Regions from separate parts of the Mus musculus genome. Here region 2 is linked to region 1. A link is a contact called in public Hi-C data. All regions are on one chromosome and are shown on one strand. Each heading gives the region's core, a stretch centred on a gene start, on an enhancer-like site or on the middle of the called end of the contact. The rest is flanking DNA. Distances are from core to core; before and after follow the strand shown.

Region 1 (4,039 bases), core at 1,436-3,935:
ATCAAAACTAAAATACCCTAATTAATTTAACCTACATTCTGCCACATGGCTGGTTGGTTAACTGTGCTCAGGTACCCTGCACCTGTCTTGTCACATCTTCCCAGGCTGATCTTCTGCCTGTGCTATCCCAGAATTCTTTCTGCCTCCCAGGTGTCCCTCCCACCTTCTATTTCCTACCTAGGCTACAAGTGGTCAGATTTATTATTGACAGGTATAACATCCATCCAGATGTGTAAGATTCTCTCTATACCACCCAGCACATGGGTACAATGTATCTCTTAAGGGTACAATGTACCATTCGGTGGCCCTTCACAGGTAAAGCCACCACCTGCCCTGCAAGGAACCCCAATCCCCAACTCTGTGTGTGTGCACACACTAAAGACTTGCCTTTCAAGCTGAGAGGTGTGGCCTGGTTTCTTCCCCACACTTTCCTGTGACCTGACATTGCTGATCTCAATGCACAAGACACAAGTGGAAATCGAATGCATGTATCCTTGATGGTGGGACATTTTCCTCTACGTTAGAGTATTTACGCCAATCAAACACTCAGACATCTGCTTTTAAATGAAATGCTTTCCTCGCTATATTACTGATGCTACCCACGTTAAAAGGGACAAACAACATCCAGTTTCTAGGCAGAACTTACGCGTCAAGATCGCATCTTTTCTATTACAGAGAACTGGCTATTATTACCACAGTGAAATATACTTAAAAACTTTCCGATCCTATAAAACTATAAAAAGAAGCAAGCTCACGGGCATTCTCCTGTTCCTCACTGCTGCCCCTGCCCCAGGCTGAATTCTAACTGTGGGGACTGTTATAGTCTAAGAATAAGCATTCCTTATCTACCAACCTGGAATATGGAAACATGCTGAGCGCTGATTTACACTAACACTGGGATTTTGGATTATTGTAGATTTTGTATTTGGGGACTAACGAGGTTCCTGTGATTGTCTAGTCAAAGGAGAGGGGGAGGGGCAGGGGAAAGAGGAGCTCTGGTTCTTAGCATTTGAGACGACGGACACCGAAACAACAGTGATGGCCTCCAGTGACTCACACCCCTGGGTCCTTTCCTCCACTCCATCCCTCAGGCTCGGATGCCTGCCTTGCTGCTTCAGCTGCCAGGACATTAGCAAATACTATAATCATGGGCCCAATGTCGCTGTTGCACTTGTGGGTACCCAGGGTGCAGTTGTGGCATGACTTTTATAGGGTAGCCAGTTGCCTTCTGATTGGATTTGGGGTGTGCTGCACAGGACAGAAGTCAGGCCTGGTACTCTAAGCCGAGCTAAGAGCCCAGACCTGAGGCGATCATAATCCCTAAGGTGGGACCTACTGTTGGGACTTTGCTAAATGGCCATGCAGCCAAGCTGTCTGAGCATTTAATTTAAACCCATAGTTCTAGGATGCTCTCCATGTCGGTAAAGCTGCTTCCCTGTGCTCAGCCCTAAATGGGACATCTCTTACCAGACCCCTGCCAAGGCTCAGGTATCACTGCAGAGGAGGAGGGGGAGGACTGGGAGGAAGGGGAGGAGGAGAGAGGAGGGAGAGGAGAGGGGGATCGGGAGGGGAGGAATTTAATGGTTCGAGGACAGGGAAGAGTACCATGAAATATTATCTTCTGGATAAGGCATGGCTGCTATACACACAGACTCATAGTAGCCATGGTTACCTGCACCAGACCTGCCCACAATAAGCCAATCCAAATTACAACATAGACTAGGGGTGAGCTCACAAAAGTCATCTCTACTGGAGGAGCTGCTGGCATTCAGCAGCTGCCTGGGGAAGGAGACACATTCTCCTCTGGAGGGTTGGCCAGAGGTAGGGTTGCCTAGGCTCCAGAAGCTGGCCAAGAGCCCATGCACACCCCGGCAGCGCCAACTGGGCTTAGTGAGCTATTTCAGAATAGACAAGGAGAACATGAAGTTGAGAGGAAGACGCAGTGGGGAGGATCGGGGGCAACTTGAGACATGAAGCAGGGGGTGGATATGACCAGATTTAATTGTATGACATTCTCAAAGAATAAATGTCAATAATAACCTTAATGCCAAACCCATTGAGGTCTGTGGTCCTTTGCGTCCTTTTGTATCTCTGAAGACCCATACAGAATCCTAGGCTAGATAATTTGAGGGTGACACCATTTGGAACCCCACAGACCAGGCCAGGCTTCTTACTGCTATATCACCTCTTTACAGAGAAGCCAATGGCTCACCACAGAGATCAGGCCATGTGTGACTCAGGGAACTGAGAGAAGAAAAACAAAAAAACAAAAACAAAAAAGAATGAAACCGTGTGTGGTTGAAGCCATGGATCTCTGAGGTAAATTTTCATACAGTAAAATCGAATGACAACTACCAGCAAAGCTCTGGAGGAATGGAGGTTCAGCCAGAACATGGTCCTAAAAGTACATGAATTTAATAGCTTACACAAAATTGCACAGACACCATCAAACTGAGAGAAAACTGAAAGTAACTTACCCCACACTCCCATAAATACAGCGAAGATCAGGGTTCCAAAACTGTCAAAGATGCACAATTTCTGGAAAACAGAGCAGCAAGGCATAAATAAATCAATTCCTCACTTATCAGAAATTCAGCAAATACGTAACACTTCGTACACTCTGCAGCCTGCAGTGTTTGCTGAGCCCAATGCTGGTTTAACAATCACCACACGTATGACATACCCACAGATGGAATTTCTCGCATTTTAAAAGCAAACAGCTTTCGCCGTCTGAGCCTTGAGTACATTTTCCAGTGGAATCTTCCCACACGGCGATAAAGGACTAGGCACATCTGCTAAGATTGCAGGCCGTTAAAGCCTCTTTTATGAGCTGTCAGAGTGAGTGGGAGAACGTAGCGAACGGCTCTAAGGATCCAGTGCCCTCTAAGTAAGTTTATGGTTTGCCTCTTATCAGTGTCTCAGTCCCCTCAGAGGATAAATTCCAGAAATATTCCTTTCCTTATTAAAAAAAAAATACAAAGCTGAGTTTATGTAGTGATGGCTCTCCTCCAGGAGCCTTCTGCTTCCACCCACCCGAGGAAGGCTTTGCATCTGTAAGCGATGATGAGGATTTTCAGTGGGATCAAGGCAATGCAGGTGCTTCTGCTGATGGCACTGGTACAATTACCAGAAAGGATTACTGTCTCACTGAGGCGGAGCTACCACGGCTGCCAAACTCCACCTCTTTGGTGATGGATACATAGCCTAGCTGCCTGCCTTTATGACTGGCTGGGTAAAAAAATCTAATTGACTTCTGTCATAGTTAGGGTTTTACTGATGTGAACAGATGCCATGACCTAGGCAAGTCTTCTAAGGAAAACATTTAATTAGGACTGGCTTGCAGGTTCAGAGGTTCAGTCCATTATCATGACAGCATCCAGGCAGGCATGGTATAGGTGGAGCTGAGAGTTCTACATCTTTATCTGAAGGCTGCTAAGAGAAAAATAGCTTTCAGGCAGCTAGGATGAGGGACTTAAAACCCACACCTACAGTGACACACCTACTCCAGCAAGGCCACACTTTCAAACAATGCCACTTCCTGGGCCAAGTATATACAAACCATCACAGTTACCATCTTTTCATTTGTGAGCACTTAAAAACTTCCTTAAGGAAGGACTCACAAAGTTAATGGCTAAGTGGGAGCAGTGGGTTCTGTCTGCCTGTTTTACCAGAGGCCATGGGAAGAGTAAAGGGGATAAGGGGGCCATGAAGAGGATCCAGGGGAACTTCTACAACTGTGACATTCAAAGGTGTTTCTAAGTGGGAAGTGTACTCTGCCGAGATAGGTTTCTTTGTTTCAGTTGCCTTTTATATTCAAAGCTGTGTCATTTTCACGAACACAGTCATTGTTTATTTTCATTAGAAACTATCTAGTTATGATCAGAAACTATGTATCTAGTTACATTCTTATCCTCAGGGTTTCCATAGCAGGCACAAGTGCCTCCCTCATCCATGTGAACTTTACCCGAACAGCATGATTCTAAATGGTTTCAGGAGACAACCCCTCTTTAAAAAGAAAAATCTCCAGGTGAAGGAAGAT
Region 2 (3,980 bases), core at 1,055-3,554, 250 kb before region 1:
TTTTGTTTGTTTGTTTGTTTTTGTTTTTGTTTTTGTTTTTTTTTTTTTTTGAGACACACAACTGCCATCTTGGAGTACAGCTGTGCCCATCCAGAAAACGATGATGCCAGCTGGACCTGCTGACGGTTGATATCTTCAAGAAGGGGGGAGGGGGAGGGGACCACGGGATGCTCTTCCAAGTGTCCAACTCCTCCCTATAGCCTGTAATTGCATGTGGCATCTGGGAGGGGTTGGAGTTTATAGGTCAGGGAAGACTTGGGGAGGCTAAGAGGAAGCCCTCATGCCTGCTGGGTAAAGGCTTCAGATCCAGCCTGTTAGAGGAGGGACACCCTCTGCCCTGTAAATAACCCCTGACCTATGCTTTCTAAGGATGCTCGATAAACTTATTGGATCCCCAGAGAGCACGTTGGCAGAATCATGCTTCAGTTTGTCACTAGGACCTTAGGAGAAGGGGTAGACATTGCTAATGTTTCCCAGAAAAGAATTTTAGTAACTCTTCTGCATGGACAGAAGAAGGAAATGGTTTGCTTTGCTTATTTCTATAAAGACTTATGACAATCGTTTGCTTAACTCATTCATCTGGGAGGAGTGGCTGGTACTTCTGTGGGTGGTCCTCCCTAACTGAGCCAGTGTTCACTACATCTCTAAAGGGATGACAACACCCCCTTGTGTTTTGGGAAACATTTAAAAGATATGGTATTTTCCTGTGATACACCCAGTTTCTCTCAGCCCTGGGAAGTCTCGCTGGCCAGTTCTTATCTTGTGGAGACTCTCTGACTCAGAGCTCCAAAATTTCTCCGCCCAGCTCGCTAAGTTCCCACTGGTGGGTCCCTACCACAACAGCCCCATGCTTCAAATCCCCCACAGCCTTTGTGGTGCACATCTGCCAAACCCACGCTTAGCCTACAGTACCTTTCTCTCTTGAACCCAGTCAAAGCACCGCATGAAGGAAAATGTAACACAAACTTAGTTCAGAAACAATGGTAACTCAATCATTGCACACAACAACTAGAATCCTAATCTTGTAAGTCATTTTAAATCTAAATCCTTGGGTAGAAAATCTGGCAGATTCGCCATATAAGCTGGGAGACACTAGTAGCTACATCTTACCCTCTCGTTATCCCTATTCATAAAGACCCCTAACTCTTTCCTGCTTTCTCTCTCCAACCCGGAAGTCCCGCCTACTCGCCCAGTGATTGGCTCCTTTATCCATTCAGGGAAGGTTCATAAGAAGTCACTTGAGTATGTGACTCATTCCTCATTCCAGACAACCCCTGTTGGGAAAGCAGAATTAACATCAAAATACAGGCATCACTAAGGCCATCCACAACACCCTTCCTGCTCCTAGGAGTGCTCCCTTTTTCCTCCTCCTCTCCTCCTGTCCCTTTTCTTTCAAGGTACTGTAATGGCTGCTCATAGAATACATTAACAGCTGAAAGGAAACTTTCATGTTGTGATTTTTGTTGTTGTTTTCTATTTTAAAGCTTGAACTTACTTCAAACACTGGCTTGTCAATGTTTTGATGATCATAACAGGTGGTATTTATCGAGCATTATATATTGTTCTAAGTGACAGGTATATATTAAATCATTTTATACTACCGCAATTCCCAGAGGTGTCATTACTATGACTTACAGATGAGGGCTCTATGCTGCAGAAAAAGGTTGAAGTACCCAAAACTCCTCAGCTATGAGCCCAGTGGTTGTTGCTAGAGTCTCGCCTCTCTTTGAGAAGCCTTTACGGCTGTGATTCTAGTTGACATTTTATACGCCAAATACAGAAAAAGAGTGTGTCCTGTGAAGACTGTGGAAAGGGTTGCTATCATACACACAATATTTTTAAGGTTTTAAGTAATTGGGGCTTTAGAGGGCAAACAGATACCAGAAAACACAAATAATACCTTGTGTCTCAGAGGCTATATACAGCATTATGGTTGAAGGGGTAAGAGGCTAGACTCGAACCAACCTCAAGACATTCTTACAAGGCTACAGTATGAAGAATTAGCTATTCAAGCAGTCTGTGTTAAGATCCATTAAAAGAAGTCAATTATGCATGCACCGGGCAGCGGAAGCCCTCGTCACTGTTGACAGTACACTCATTTATTCCATATGATTAGCAGGATTTGTCAGCAATGAATTACAAATTTTCCCTTGTAAAGGCTGTTTCCTCCCTCACTTATATATAGGCAAAAGCCGTATCTAGCATAGAAAACAAAATAAAAATAACTGCATGTATTTATAAGCAGCTCTGTTTATAAATCAGTACATTTCCCCTTTTGAGAAAACAGTGTAGAATCCAAGTGTGGGCGGTAGTTTGAATATGGAGATCTGTCATGTGCTTTCAGAAGCATTTCAAGAAAAGCGCTGAGCTAATTAAGTCTATTATTTGCCTTCTTCCTTCGAAGAAAAGCACACACATGTTCCCTGGGGCAGATCACTTCCATAAGGAGAAAGCCCCATGCTGTGGGTACAGTCATAGCTCTCTGTCCTGGCTTGTTGTGAACTAGGGAGGAAAATGTTCAGGTAGAATTCCTCACAGAAAGAAAAGGAGGGTTTTGAGTTTTTTTTCCCTTAGAGAAGTTAGAAAGTTTTGGTGCTCTCACATGGGATAAAAGTCACACTGGCTGCGAAGAGAAGCCCCTGTCCTTATGTAATGTCCCCCACTAACGAGGAAGCTTTATGTGTTCTTCAGGAGTTAAACAGTCATGCAGATCTGCTTTAGAAGTCGAGAATTCTCTCTGTTGTATGTTAGGCACGAGGATGAACTAAGATGACGGGTAAACTAGCCATCTGCTAAGGACTCACTCACCAGGCAAGCTGGCAGGCAGCATTTGCCTCCCAAGGAACAGTGGTTTCAGAGTTTGGCCAGGGTCTTATTTGTCTTCTGGATGCTACCCTGTCTTCTGGGGCCTGGCTAACGATCTACAGAGCATATGGCTGGGCTCTTTCCTCTTCTATTGGCGTTTGATCTCAGTGATGGGCCGGCGGAGTTGGACACCATGTGTAGCCTTGTAGAACCTGGAATTTGCCTATGCTCAGTCTTGGATGGATCCGGAATAGTTTCATGGAACAGTGATAATTGCCCACACCAATCCTGTGTCATTTTGAGGGGTCTGCTGATGGTACAAACACTAACTGTTGTTAAGGCTCATTGCTAGTAAAAAACAAACAAACAAACAAACAAACAAAAAAAAAACCTAATACTAGGTGTCTCTTAGACTGTCTTTCAACTTTAGGTCAGGCAAAGCATGGTTACCAAGGAAGTCAAATGTATTTTTATGATGAAATGTTGGCAACACCGAGTATTCTGAGAGCACATGATTGAAAGCGTGAAACCTGGGATACTTTCAATAACAATCATAAGAGTACAGAGGAGACCCATACGTATGTGATCAATTAAATACACAGGGGAAAGACCAAGTTGACTAGGACAGCACATCACTCTGTTTTCACCCTGAATTCACTCATTACAGTTGAGGGTTGAGTCCCTCCTTCCTCCCTGCTGCCCCACCCCCAGCCTTTCTTTTTCTTTCTCTCTGCATGGTGTATCTGTTGTATGAACTTGGGGTTGGAGCAGAGGCTGAAGGAGATGATGTCTTCCTCTATCCATCTTTGCCTAAGCCTTGAGACTGGGTCTCTTACTGAATTGGAATCTCTCGGTTATCAGCTAGGGCTGGGTGGCCAGTGACCTCTTGAGATCTGCCCGTGTGACCTTTGTCCGTGTGACCATTTCTGGGTTTTATGTGAGTGTCGTGAATTTGAAATCACCAAGCTCCCTTGCCCAGTCTGTCCTATTTGTTACTCCAATCCTGAGGTTCAAGTTTTAATAAATACATTTGAGAATTTCTAAGTATGTGTCTTAGTTAGGGTTTTACCGCTATGAACAGACATCATGATCAAGGCATCCCTTATAAGGACAACATTTAATTGGGCCTGGATTACAGGTTCAGAGGTTCAGTCCATTATCATCAAGGTGGGAGC

What was found. Hi-C and Micro-C count contacts between places; a contact is called where the count stands out from the background.
Region 2: a contact with region 1 is called in a Hi-C map of cortical neurons, with 2.2 times the contacts expected there. The contact joins two enhancer-like sites. A contact is called at or near these places in 2 of 484 Hi-C or Micro-C datasets (both in cortical neurons), 2 of 115 datasets of contacts at active chromatin or transcription factors (embryonic hindbrain and stem cell-derived neural progenitor cells) and 1 of 9 other capture datasets (pancreatic islet).

The regions. Positions count from the first base shown.
Region 1 is chr15:95,930,282-95,934,320 of GRCm38.p6, reverse strand. It overlaps Ano6 (anoctamin 6), which reads right to left. Exons shown (of 20, transcript NM_175344.4): 10 at 2,478-2,538. Among named protein-coding and RNA genes, the nearest start is that of Gm41389, 20 kb to the right of the region's middle. Within about 2 kb of position 2,685, at least 90 of the 459 cell types and tissues checked have an H3K27ac peak or open chromatin away from gene starts, as enhancers often do. A contact at or near this core is called in cortical neurons, where this site is marked.
Region 2 is chr15:96,176,990-96,180,969 of GRCm38.p6, reverse strand. All of the region lies in intron 1 of Gm38469 (spidroin-2), which reads left to right. Among named protein-coding and RNA genes, the nearest start is that of 2610037D02Rik, 19 kb to the left of the region's middle. Within about 2 kb of position 2,304, at least 28 of the 459 cell types and tissues checked have an H3K27ac peak or open chromatin away from gene starts, as enhancers often do. A contact at or near this core is called in cortical neurons, where this site is marked.